Linked DNA regions of Mus musculus: region 1 is linked to region 2. The links are chromatin contacts, called in public HiChIP or PLAC-seq maps. All regions are on one chromosome and are shown on one strand. The core of a region is the stretch at or near the end of the contact, and the rest is flanking DNA. Distances in the headings are between cores, read along the strand shown. Region 1 has its middle 15 kb from the start of Zfp42. Region 2 holds the start of Triml2 (tripartite motif family-like 2).

What was found. HiChIP or PLAC-seq counts read pairs in DNA pulled down with a chosen protein or histone mark.
Region 1: a contact with region 2 is called in an H3K27ac HiChIP or PLAC-seq map of embryonic stem cells, with 20 times the contacts expected there. The contact joins the enhancer-like site here to the promoter of Triml2 in region 2. A contact is called at or near these places in 8 of 484 Hi-C or Micro-C datasets (embryonic stem cells, extraembryonic ectoderm and stem cell-derived primordial germ cell-like cells), 9 of 115 datasets of contacts at active chromatin or transcription factors (embryonic stem cells and stem cell-derived neural progenitor cells) and 1 of 9 other capture datasets (embryonic stem cells).

What each region holds. Positions count from the first base shown.
Region 1 is chr8:43,318,890-43,325,045 of GRCm38.p6, forward strand. No RefSeq gene overlaps it. Among named protein-coding and RNA genes, the nearest start is that of Zfp42, 15 kb to the left of the region's middle. Within about 2 kb of position 2,087, at least 14 of the 459 cell types and tissues checked have an H3K27ac peak or open chromatin away from gene starts, as enhancers often do. A contact at or near this core is called in embryonic stem cells and extraembryonic ectoderm, where this site is marked.
Region 2 is chr8:43,175,681-43,181,834 of GRCm38.p6, forward strand. Triml2 (tripartite motif family-like 2) reads left to right here and starts at 4,856. Exons shown (of 8, transcript NM_001381929.1): 1 at 4,856-4,932. It also overlaps a transcript of Triml1 not described here.

The sequences.
Region 1 (6,156 bases), core at 837-3,336, 140 kb after region 2:
CTCTGGCAGAGGAGGAAGGTTGTGCTCCGTACGGCGGGGGGTCCTCTGTGAGAAGGTCAATGAGAGGTCCGCCGTTATCAGGGAGAACCTGGGGCTTAGGAGGTTTGGGCTTTATAGAGGGGGTAAGGGCAGGGTAAAGGGCAGATCGGGACGGAGGTTGCGCAGAAGGACCGGGCGGGAGGACGGGAGCTGTCGGTAAAGGAGGGGGTTTTGGGGAGACAAACGGTTTGACCCACGGAGGGGGGTCATAGGCAAGTGCCTCCCAGGTGACGATATATGGGACCTGATCCGGGTGTCCGTGGGGACCAGGACAAAACACTCTAGACTTGACCTGAGAGATAATACCTAAATTAAAAGTACCATCCTGAGGCCATCCCACATTGAAAGTTGGCCATTCGGCGGAACAGAAGGTAACCCAGCGCCTCTTCCTGACATCCACAGACTGATTGGATGCAATGCGCTGGACATCTCCCCAGTGCTGCAAGGTTAGACTCAGAGGGGTAGTTACGGTCTGTCCCATGATCTCAAAAACACTTAAAGACAGGAGAAAACTAACGAAGAACAAAAGAACAACAAACAAATCAGACGCGCGGCGCGGTTTCGGCGTAAAACCGAAAGCAAAAATTCAGACGGGGGAGGGAAGTGTCTCTGCCTCTCGTCCCCCGACAAAGCCACGTACCCCTCGGACAGTGGAGGAGCTCCAAAAAGTCCGACTCGGGCAGGTTAACTGATACAGAATGGGCCACAAAACGGGCCCCCGAGGCCGCTGGGACGTCTCCCAGGGCTGCGGCCGGGAATACGAACTCGTCAGTTCTTCCGCGGAACCGCCAGATACAGATCTAGTTAGCCAACTAGTACAGACGCAGGCGCAAACATTAGATGCCGGCACAAACACGCACGGAGACAGAGACAGACACGAAACGACCGCTGGCCAGCTTACCTCCCGGCGGGGGTCGGTGGTCCCTGGGCAGGGGTCTCCTAATCTCGGTGGAACCTCCAAATGAAAGACCCCCGAGGTGGGTAGTCAATCAATCTGAGGAGACCCTCCCAAGGATCAGCGAGACCACGATTCGGATGTAATCAGCAAGAGGCTTTATTGGGAACACGGGTACCCGGGCGACTCAGTCTTTCGGAGGACTGGCGCGCCGAGTGTGGGGTTTTTACCCTTTTTATAGGGCTGGGGAGCAAAAAGCGCGGGTACAGAAGCGAGAAGCGAGCTGAGTGGTTAGTTCAAATCAAGGCTTGGGGTATTTCCTGGTCATTTGGGGAACCTGAAACTGAGGTGGGACTTTTTCAGAAACTGTTGCTGGTTCCGCCTTATCTGGGTATCATCTGTTCTTGGCCCTGAGCCGGGGCCCAGGTGGGTACCATCGGTTCTTGGCCTTGAGCCGGGGCCCCGGTGGGTACCATCGGTTCTTGGCCCTTGTCCTAGTATTATTCAGCCTTGATTTTAACTGTTAATCTTTAACTGAACTTTCTTGTAACTTTTGAGAACTCAGCTCTGGTACTTTTTCATGCCTTGCAAAATGGCGTTACTGCAGCTAGCTTGCTAAGCCTTATGGTGGGGTCTTTCAGACCAGGCTGGCCTTGAACTCAGAAATTTACCTGCCTCTGCCTCCCGAATAACCGAATAACGTTATTAAGTTCCTAGCACTAGGGAGGTAGAGGCAGGGCAGGGGGTGGTGTGGGGATCTTTGAGGCCAACTTTACAAAGCGCGTTCCGGTTCCAGGAAAAGGTCTGGGGGGGGGGGAACTATGTAAATAAATAATTAATTAAATAAAGAGATTTTTGAGCGGGGTGGTAGCTCACAAGACCAGGTAGGACGGATATGGCTTTGCGCAGGCAATTAGTTTCTAAGAGCTCTCATTCAGTGAATGTGAACAGTGCCTTTTACAAAAGATGCTTGGGTGAAAGGACAGAGGAAGGTCGAGGGGGTGTGGCTTTGAGCAGGCAATTGGCTCCCCAGAGCTCAGATTTTATGAATGTGAACAGTACCCTTTTAAAAAGAGGCTAGGGTGTAGGCACAGACGGGGGTTCTCAGGGGTGTGGTGTTGAGCAGGTGTTCACCTCCTAAGAGCCCTGATTTTATGAATGTGAACTGTACTCTTAAAAAAAGATGCTTGAGGGCAGGGTGGTGGCACAGGAATTTGAGTCCAGTCTGATTTACATAGTGAGTTCCAGGTCCTCGGGTTTGGGGGAGGGGTGAAATGGGGGCGGTTCCGTAGTGAAGCTTTGTGTCAAGGAAAAATAGGAGAGGTGCTTTTGAGAGTCCTTAGGTCACTCAAGGACACATAAGAGGCATCACCTGTAAGGAACGGGCTTTCCATAGACTTGAGGTCCAACGTTGCCATGATCTGAGACTTCTTAGCCTCCAGAAGTACAAATGAATTTCTGTTGCTTAAGAAGGATTTAATCTGCTGGGCAGTGGTGGCGCATGCCTTTAATCCCAGGACTTGGGAGGTAGAGTCAGGCAGATTTCTGAGTTCGAGGGCAGCCTGGTCTACAAAGTGAGTTCCAGGACAGCCAGGGCTATAGAGAGAAACCATGTCTTGCAAAAAACAAACAAACAAACAAAAACCATAAAAACAAAAGATCAACAAAGAATGTACACCAAAAAATTTACAACTTGTTCAAGTGCCCTCTTTTTCCCAATACGCTTTTTGCTGCCCTGCTGAAGAACCCATTAAAACTGGGGGACTTAGCCCGGTGTGGTGGCGCACGCCTTTAATCACAGCACTTGGGAGGCAGAGGCAGGCGGATTTCTGAGTTCCAGGACAGCCAGGGCTATTCAGAGAAACCCTGTCTCGGAAAAACAAAAACAAAAACAAAAACAAAACTGGGGGGCTTTCCTAAGTTAACTCAGACTTACTTACAGCCCTTCTCATATTTCCTTCTCAGGGTTTTGAATCAAGCTCAAATAGAATGGTCTTTCAGTTATTATTTTTATTATTATTATTTTATCTTAGCATGCTCTTGAATTTGTGCATGGATTGAAAAGCTTTTATAAGGAGTTTCCATGTACACTTTAACCAGCCTGTCTTAAGTTTCACATATTATATAGCCAAGTTCCATTTACTGTAAGAATTCTCCAATGGCATAAAGCTACTAACCAAACTCTAGACTTCCTTAGACTGAAGCAGTTTTTCCATGAATGCACTTTTATCTTTTCCAGGGTCCAATCCAGGATGCCATTTTGCATTTAGAACCAAGTCAAAAGGCAGATATTCAGTTCCACCACCGTAAAATCCCAGTTCAAACTCAGAAAATGTAATTTATGTCCTTGAATATATGTTCTTGTACCACTCCCATAACAGTCAGGCCTACCTACAATCACAAATTGACACTTTTTGCAAGCCTTTCAGTGAGAATTTAGAGTTCATAGAAACCTTTGGGAAGCTCAATGCTCAATGCTGTGTCTACCTCTACCGAACCATCTGGAATTAAAACATTGTATTTGATATCATCTAGCCTTCAAATGGGAGTTTGTATGTAAGATGTGGAAAATGAATAACCAAAAACGTCCACTTCTCTGTAGGCTTTTCTGGACTTCACAAGGTCCAGAGTGTGAAATGGAGGTTGTGTAGAACAATTCGGTGATTGGCTTGTGTATGATATTTGAAAAAGTGACAGTGCATGATGTTTATACTTAGTGATACTGGCTGGCCTTATCCCAGCAGCGCAAGATCTAGAAAATAAACACTTTGGCAACAGGTGGTTACATACAGCCTTGATAGTCATTTAGGGTTGCTGAGATGGCTCAACAGGTAAGGAAGGGTACCTGCTGGCAAGTCTGAAAATCGGAAATCTGAGTTCGATTCTCAGGACCACATGAATGAAAACGAATGAATGAATAAACAAACAAACAAACAAATAAAAGCTAGATAGATGATAGATAACCTCCCATACATGTTGAATTTTAGAATCTCAGTCTTCCTTCCTTCCTGCCTCCCTCCCTCCCTCCCTCTTTTCCTTCCTTCCTCTCTTCCTCCTTCCTCTCTTGCTCTCATTCTCTTTCTTTCTTTCTTTCTTTCTTTCTTTCTTTCTTTCTTTCTTTCTTTCTTTCTTTCTTTCTTTCTTTCTTTCTTTCTTTCTTTCTTCCTTCCTTCCTTCCTTCCTTCCTTCCTTCCTTCCTTCCTTCCTTCCTTCCTTCCTTCCTTCCTTCCTTCCTTCCTTCCTTCCTTCCTTTCTTTCTTTCTTTCTTTCTTTCTTTCTTTCTTTCTTTCTTTCTTTCTTTCTTTCTTTCTTTCACCCCCACCCCCGCCAGGGCTTTCAAGATCCTGGAACTCTGTAGGTAGACCAGGCTGGCCTTGAACTCAGAGATCTCCCTGCTTCTACCTCGCAAGTGTTGGAATTACAGACGTGCATCACCACCACCTGGCTCAGTCTGCTTTTCAAATTGAGGTGGGACAAACTAGTGGGCAGAAGTTTGAAGACATGGCTCCGAGAATTTCCTTTATGTGTTTGGTTATACGAGAAAACATGTCATGGATGATTAAGCAGGTTTGTTCATGATCTACTTGGTATCTGGAAACTGTGTAGCTACCCAATTCTCCCGACTCCCCACCACCCTATTCCCAAGGAAGGAAACCATGAACATTGGAATGCACTGTATTATTTTAAAAGTCAACTTTCATTTATATCTACATTTAACATCTTATTTGCTTATTTATTTAGTGAGACACTGTCTTACTAAAACTAAAATAAAATCGCAGCATGCGAATGGCAAAGGACAATCAGGAAGTGAGTGGAACAGGGCCTGGCATCCTCCAGGAGTTGGTCACCTCTCTCCACTGTACTGGAAGGATCTGCTCTGACAACTATCTCATACCTATCTGGCTGGCATCAAACTTGCTAAGGAACAGAGGCTGACTTCGAACTTCTGATCCTTCCTGCTTCTGCCTTTGAAGTTCTGGAACCACAAGCATGAGCCATTTTCTTTGGTGCTAGGAAACAGGCCTGTGGGACAAGCATTGTGCCAGCTGAGCTACATACCAGCCACAGCCATTAATGTTTTAAATATAATTTGTTAAAACAATGAAAGGAGGGGCTGGAGAGATGGCTCAGCTGTTAAGAGCACTGACTGCTCTTCCGAAGGTCCTGAGTTCAAATCCCAGACACAATGTGGTGGCTCACAACCATCTGTAATGAGATCTGATGCCCTCTTCTGGGGTGTCTGAAGACAGCTACAGTGTACTCACATATAATAAATAAATAAATCTTTTAAAAAATGACAAAAGGTCTACAGAGTGAGTTCCAGGACAGCCAGGGCTATACAGAGAAACCCTGTCTCGAAAAAAAACAAACAAAAAACAAACAAACAAACAAAAAAAAACAAAACAAAAAAAATGACAAAAGGGAAATGCAAGAGAGTAGAGCCCAAAACAGACCCCAGGCACGTGGTGACTTGACTCACAACTATGGTGGCCCAAAAGAGTCATGCAAAAATCCTTATATTTCCATAACCAATGATAAATACTGGCCCCGCAATATGAAAGATCTTATCTCCTAGCTCATATCATATACAAAAAGTAGTTTCCAGTGAAGTTTAGATAGAACTGTGAATGTATAAAATCTATGTCATTCTCTTCAGCTGTGTGCTTTCTTGAGCCTTCTCTATTATGTATGGTGTATTCCATGCTTTGACTATGCTTTAATAAAACTTTTTTTTTTGCAACAAACAAGCAGCCTACCATATTGAGATGACTCTTGGTGGTAAAGGCATTTGCCACTAAGCCTGAGGTCCTGAGTCTGACACCCGTGTCCCACACGGTGGAAAGAGAGAACCAGTCTCTACATGTTTCCCTCTGATGATCACGTATGAGCCCTAATATTCACCATCCCCCTTCACACAGTCAATTAAAGGAGGAACAAGGCAGAAGAAAGCCAGGAGAGTATTTTTTTTAATTTGGTTATATTTGGAATTGGGATAGTCTTCTTAAACAACAGGAATAATTTAGATGAGATTAAAATTATGAAACTAAAGTGGCACAACTGAGAGAATGGGGGTGGGGGATCCTCCCAAAACAATCCACTACAAAGATATTTGTGGTTGGGATTTCCTCTGATTGTTTTCCTTTCCTCTTAGATGGGACCCAATCCCCTTCCTCTCGTAGAAGGCATTATGTGGCCTAACCTCAGCTCCACCTCTGGCTTCA
Region 2 (6,154 bases), core at 3,606-6,105:
TATGAGTTTGAGGTCAGCTTGGTCTACATAGCAAGTTCAAGGTCAGCAAATGGTACATAGATCCTGTCAAAACACAAAACAAATCCACCCACCCAGACAAACAAAATCTTTTCTTGAGAGTATAAAAGGGACAGAATTATTTTTAAGTTTTAGAATCTGAAAAATCTAAGTTGAGGCTGATATCCTTGTACAAAGCCGAGTCTTAGAAAGCAGGCACTTGTCAGGCTAGTTTAGGGCAGCAGATTAGGGTGGAGTTTCGTTTTGTTTCGAGACAGGCTTTCACTCTGTAGCCTTAATAAGGCCTAAATTGGCCTTAAACTCCGAGTCTCCTATGCTGAGATTTTAGGTGTGTCCCGCCACACCCGATCTCTGTCATCTTTCATGATCATGAATGTCCTATTACTAACAAAGAATCAGTAGCTCCCATCTAATTCATACCCAACTAAACCCAACAAATAGCTGGGTAAGTCTTACTATCCATCATTCTTATCATCATAGTATTTTCGATCTTGATGCTCTTTTTATCCTGGCAAACTTTGACTTTTATCACAGTCCCGACAGCTAACTAGCACTGATAAAATCATTATTGCCGTGTCCCCCTTTCTAACACTCACCTTACCATTTTAACAAGAATACAAAAAAAAAAATCCTTTCTCACTCGAGTGAGAGTTTCATGGTCACTTGGGCAGAGAGAGCCCCCTCCCCCCTAAGCTGAGCAGTGTGAAATTCAGACAAGGAATTAAGGATGTTAAAGAAAAGCCTTTGTTCACGCTACTTCAGAATAATACGCAGGCTAATATCATGTTAGATTTACCTTGTTGTGATTGGAGAGAAGACAGTACCTAACTCTGATTTTGTTGTCGTTTGTCTCCTGACCACCTTTGCTTATTTTTTTTCATGCAATGAGGACAGTTTAAAGAACAATACTGAATTTTCCATTTTCAGTAACCCTGACCTTCATAAATCACCCCAGCTACATTCAATTCTCTGAGACTAGCACCCAGATTTTGTTCAACAAAATGAGAAAAACCTTATTTTTTTTTTCAAGAAAAACCATCTACTCAAACTGACTGTTGCTGATATAATACCAGTTAGTTAAGCAGTTTCGGGAAACTTTGTTTTCTCCAAATCCAGGAGTTTTGACAATCCCTTCTGACAATGCGGTCAGTTGTCTTTCCACGTGTGTGCTTCGGGGTCCTGAGGCCTGCTGCAGTAACCAGCTGGCCCTAGGCATTAACTGCAGCACTTGGAAGATCCAATCAGAAGGATCAGGAGTTCCAGACCAGCCTCAGCAGCATTGCAAACTCAAGGCCAGCCTGGGATATATGAGACCTCCTTCAAATTCAAGACCACAGGAAACCTGCCTCAAAACAAATAAGCAAACAAACAAAGTATAAGCAAAATAAATGTGGCAAGTATAAATGAGCACCCACTGACTTCAAAGGCAACTGTCATGGCTGTTCTTGGTTGTCAACTTGACTACATCTCAAATTAACTGATCCATACCTTCTGCTGGAAGCCTACATAAGGGCCTGGAGGAAGGCAGCTTTTGCCCTTTGTCTGCTCTGACCTTGCTAACAAGTCCATTCCTTTACTGGCATTAGTGCCTACTTCTTTAGAATTCCAGCATACACTCAAGACCAGGTGGAATGTTCAGCCTCCAGGACTGAACAACTACCGGATTCTTAGACCTTCCATTCATAGGCAGCCATTGTTGGAGTACGTGGACCAAACCCTGAAAGTCAGGCAAATAAATCCCCTTTTCACTTAGAGAGGGATTCATTCTATAAGTTTTGTTACTCTAGAGCAGCAGTTCTCAACCTGTTAGGGGTTGGAGGTAGGGGATTAAATGACCCTTTCACAGGGGTCATCTAAGATCATCAGAAGACACAGATATTCAGAATGGCTAAGATCAAAAATGCAGGTGACAGCAGATGCTGGTGAGAATGTGGAGAAAGAGGAGCACTCCTCCATTGATGGTGGGACCGCAAGCTGGTACAACCACTCTGGAAATCAATTATGTGGTTCCTCAGAAAATTAGAAATAGTTCTACTTAAAGACCCAGCTATACCACTCCTGGGCATATACCCAAAAGATGGCCCAACATATAACAAGGACACATGCTACGCTATGTTTATAGCAGCCTTATTTATAGTAGCCAGGAGCTGGAAAGAACCCAGATGTCTCTCAAAAACGGATACAGAAAATGTGGTACATTTACACAGTGGAGTACTACTCAGCTATTAAAAAACAATGATTTCATGACATTCACAGGCAAATGGATGGAACTAGAAAATATCATCCTGAGTGAGGTAACTCAGTCACAAAAGAACACACATGGTATGTACTCACTGACAAGTGGATAGTAACCCCAAAGCTCAGAATACCCACAATACAATTCACAGACCACCTGAAGCTCAAGAAGAAAGACCAAAGTGTGGATGCTTCAATCCTACATAGAAAGGGGAGCAAAATAATCACCGGAAGTAGAGGGAGGGAGGGACCTTTGAGGGAGAGAAGAGGGAGAGTGTAAAAAGGGAAGCAGGATCAGGTATGGGGAGGGACAGAAGAGAAGTACAGAAGGCCAGGAAATTGAATAGAAATATCCATTGGACTGAGCTGGGGAACCCCAGTGGAAGAGGTAGGGGAAGGGCTGAAGGAGCTGAAAGGTAAGTGGACCTCTGAATTCAAGACCAGACTTGTCTATACAGCATGTTCCAGACCAGCCACAGCTAGACAGTGAGAACTTGTTCCAAAAAGCAAGCGACTTTGGAGGCCACAAGGGGGCACCGGTTCCCTTGAACTGGAGTAACAGGCAGTGGTCCGCAGCCTAACTTGAATTACTGTGAATTTAACTCTGGTCCTTTGCAAGAGCCTTAAGCACTGGTCAATCTTTCTTGTCCCTACTTCTAATGAACAGGACAAACTTAGAGAAAACAAGACAGCTAGAAGCCAGTCCTTCCTTTCAGAGCATGGTGCTGTCTGTACACATGAAATTTTCAGCACTATGGAATCTGAGGCAGGAGTGCCACAAGTTTAAACTCAGCTTTCTATATATAGCAAAAGGCTGGTGACACAGGCCTTTAATCCCAGCACTTGGGAGGCAGAGGCAGGTGGATTTCTGAGTTCAAGGCCAGCCTGGTCTACAAAGTGAGTTCCAGGAGAGCCAGGACTATACAGAGAAACCCTGTCTTGTTGAAACTCTCTCTCTCTCTCTCTCTCTCTCTCTCTCTCTCTCTCTCTCTCTCTCTCACACACACACACACACACACACACACACACACACAAGGCTGTCTCAAAACCCAAAAAGGGGGCAGGTCAAAATCTCACACATGTTTTTTGCCCCAAGGCTTAGAAGAAAAGAGATTGGGTATATTTTTAAAAAGAAAATCCTCTCCAGACTAAAGAAATAGGGAAAAAAAAAAAAGAAGAAGGTGGTTTATCTGAGAAAGCAAGCGTGAGGAATTCAGTTTAGGGAGAAGGTACAGAGAATCTCTCCAGACAGGAGAGCCACGGTGCTAGATGCCTAGTGCTGAATCTGATCTGGAAGATCAGGAGAGCCAGGTAGGAGGATTTGCTGGTTGTCATGCCAACTGCTTAAAAAAAAATAAAATTAGATTTAAAACCCTCTCTCCTTTGCTTAGCAAGGATTGGCGCATGACATAATCCCTGTCAGAGACAGGACTGTAAGATTAGGGAACTAGAGAGATTTTCCTCTTCACTGGGCCCGCCCCTTCCTCCCCCACACCCCCTCCTGAGACAAAGTCCTTAGGCAGGCGGTTATCTCCCTGCAAAGCAGTGACCCTTCCCTGAAGCAAACATTCTGGAGAACCAAGTGAGTCATTCTTCTCTAGTGAAAAAGCATTAGCAGTTAAAGATAAGAGGCTGAGGCTGAGGAAAACAAGACAGATCCTGCAAAGTAGTCTCATGGTCTGCATTCCTATTAATGATCACCACACATAGGGCACAACATCTTAAAAGTACCTTTCTCTTTTGTTTTATAGTTTTTAAATTTGCTTTTAATTACCTTAAGGAATTAAAAAAATACATTTTGCTTTAGTTGGCCCCCTTCCTCTCCCTCCATCTCCCTGGGGGACTCCTCCATTAAACCCTTCCATCTCTGCTGTTCCATTTTCCTCTTTCACACCCCATCCCAATGTATGCTCTCTCTTCTCTCTCTCTCTCTCTCTCTCTCTCTCTCTCTCTCTCTCTCTCTCTCTCTCTCTCTCTCTCTCTCTCTCTCTCCCCCCCCCCCGTGTCTGTCTGTCTGTCTGTCTGTCTGTCTGTCTGTCTGTCTGTCTGTCTTTTATAAATCAGGCTGGTCTCGAACTCAATCCACAGACATCCTCCTGCCTCTGCTGTCCCCCTCCCACCATGCTAGGACTAAAGGCATGCACTGCTACACACAGCTTTTTACTATTATTATTATTATATAAAATTCGAGGATGAATGGATAGATTAGTAGTGGTTTATCTGTTTTCAGAATCTCTGTGATCCAAGCTGGGTAGGAACTCACCTCTTATCCTGGGTCCACTTCAAATTTGCAGCAATCCTCCTGACTCAGCCTTTCCAATTCAGGGACTATCAGCAATGTGCTATCCAATCTGTCTGGGCCTGAGATCACACCCAAGGTCTGTGTTTTACCGAAGAGTTTTCAGCCAAGGTCAGTGTTTTACTGAAGAGTTTTCAGACAACTGTTTAGAAATGTAAATTAACCTACCTAGGAGGTGGGGCCAGGAAACAGATTCAAAAGTATCTGAAGCCACTTCTGCTGCTTCCGGACCAATCCGGACCAATCCGGTAATAAAGGTCGAAATGGCCGGTTTATGTGACGCTTTGTGAGACCCGGAACTGACCTTCGTACTGAAGTCTCTGGTCTCCACTGGCTGTGGCTTTCCCTGAAGGAAATCCTTAAGATTTCTGGAAAGGAAGGTGAGTTTTCCCGCTTTGCATCATCATTTCCGTAATCATACTTTTTGTTTGTTTGTTTGTTTGTTTTCCAACGACTAAGTTTTTTAAACATTTATTTTGTGTGCGCATGTGGGGGGTGGGGTGGGGGTTGCGGGGAGACCTGGCTTGGTGGTCAGGCTTAAGGAAGTCATCGGTTTGGTTCTCTCCGTCCAACCCGGAGGGCCTGAGGATTCTGCCTTCGGGCTTGGCAGAAGCGGCCTTCACACACCATCAAGGCGGGCCAACTTTTTATTTAAAAAATAAATTAGTTGATTTATGTATGGGAGCGTTGTTCTGCAAGCATACCTGGTGCCCTCGGAGGCTAGAGGAGGGTGTTGGGTCCACCACGAACTGGAGCCACAGATGGCTGAGTCGACTTGGGGGGACACTAGACTTGAACCTCCACAAGTAGCCCAGACTGGGGATGTTTCTGGGACACCATTAAAATACTTAAACTTTTTAATGAGACTGGGCCTCGCTTTGGACTGCTGTTAGCTGTTGAACTCACAGCCTTAGCTTCCCAAGTGCTGGAGTTACAAGCCGGTTGTGAACTATCCTGCCTGATCAAATTCAACAACTTAATTTTGGTATCCTTGGAAGCTTGATGGATGGTTGATTGATGGATGGTAGTGGTCCCTAGATGAGAGACTTGGGGGGTGGGCAGTAAAAGAATAAAAGAACGCCTGAGAAAGGCAAGACAAAAGGTAAATGATACATTCAGGAAAGCAAGCCCAGGGAGGCGGGAATTTCCTGGGGTTTTTTGGTTTTGGTTTTGATTTTTTTGAGTCAGGGTTTCTCTGTGCATCCCTGACTGTCTTCAACCCTCGCTGTAGATCAGGCTGACCTCAAACTCTAAGAGATATGCCTGGCTCTGCCTCTCTGCTGCCTCCTTAATGCTAGGACTAAAGGCACACACAATCTGGCCTGAATTTCTTGGTTTTGTTTTTTATTAAAAACTAATATTTGACCTGTCCTTTTGATTTGCTTTAACCTTTTGCTGACTGATAGAAGTCTTCCCCTCCAAAACAAAAACAAACAAACAAACAAAAACCCAAGAAAAAGACAAACAAATGACAACAAAAATACTGTTTTTAAGGATGGCTGGAGAGATGGCTCAGCGGTTAAGAGCACTGACTACTCTTCTGGAGGTCCTGAATTCAAATCCCAGCAACCACATGGTGGCTCACAACCATCTGTAATGAAA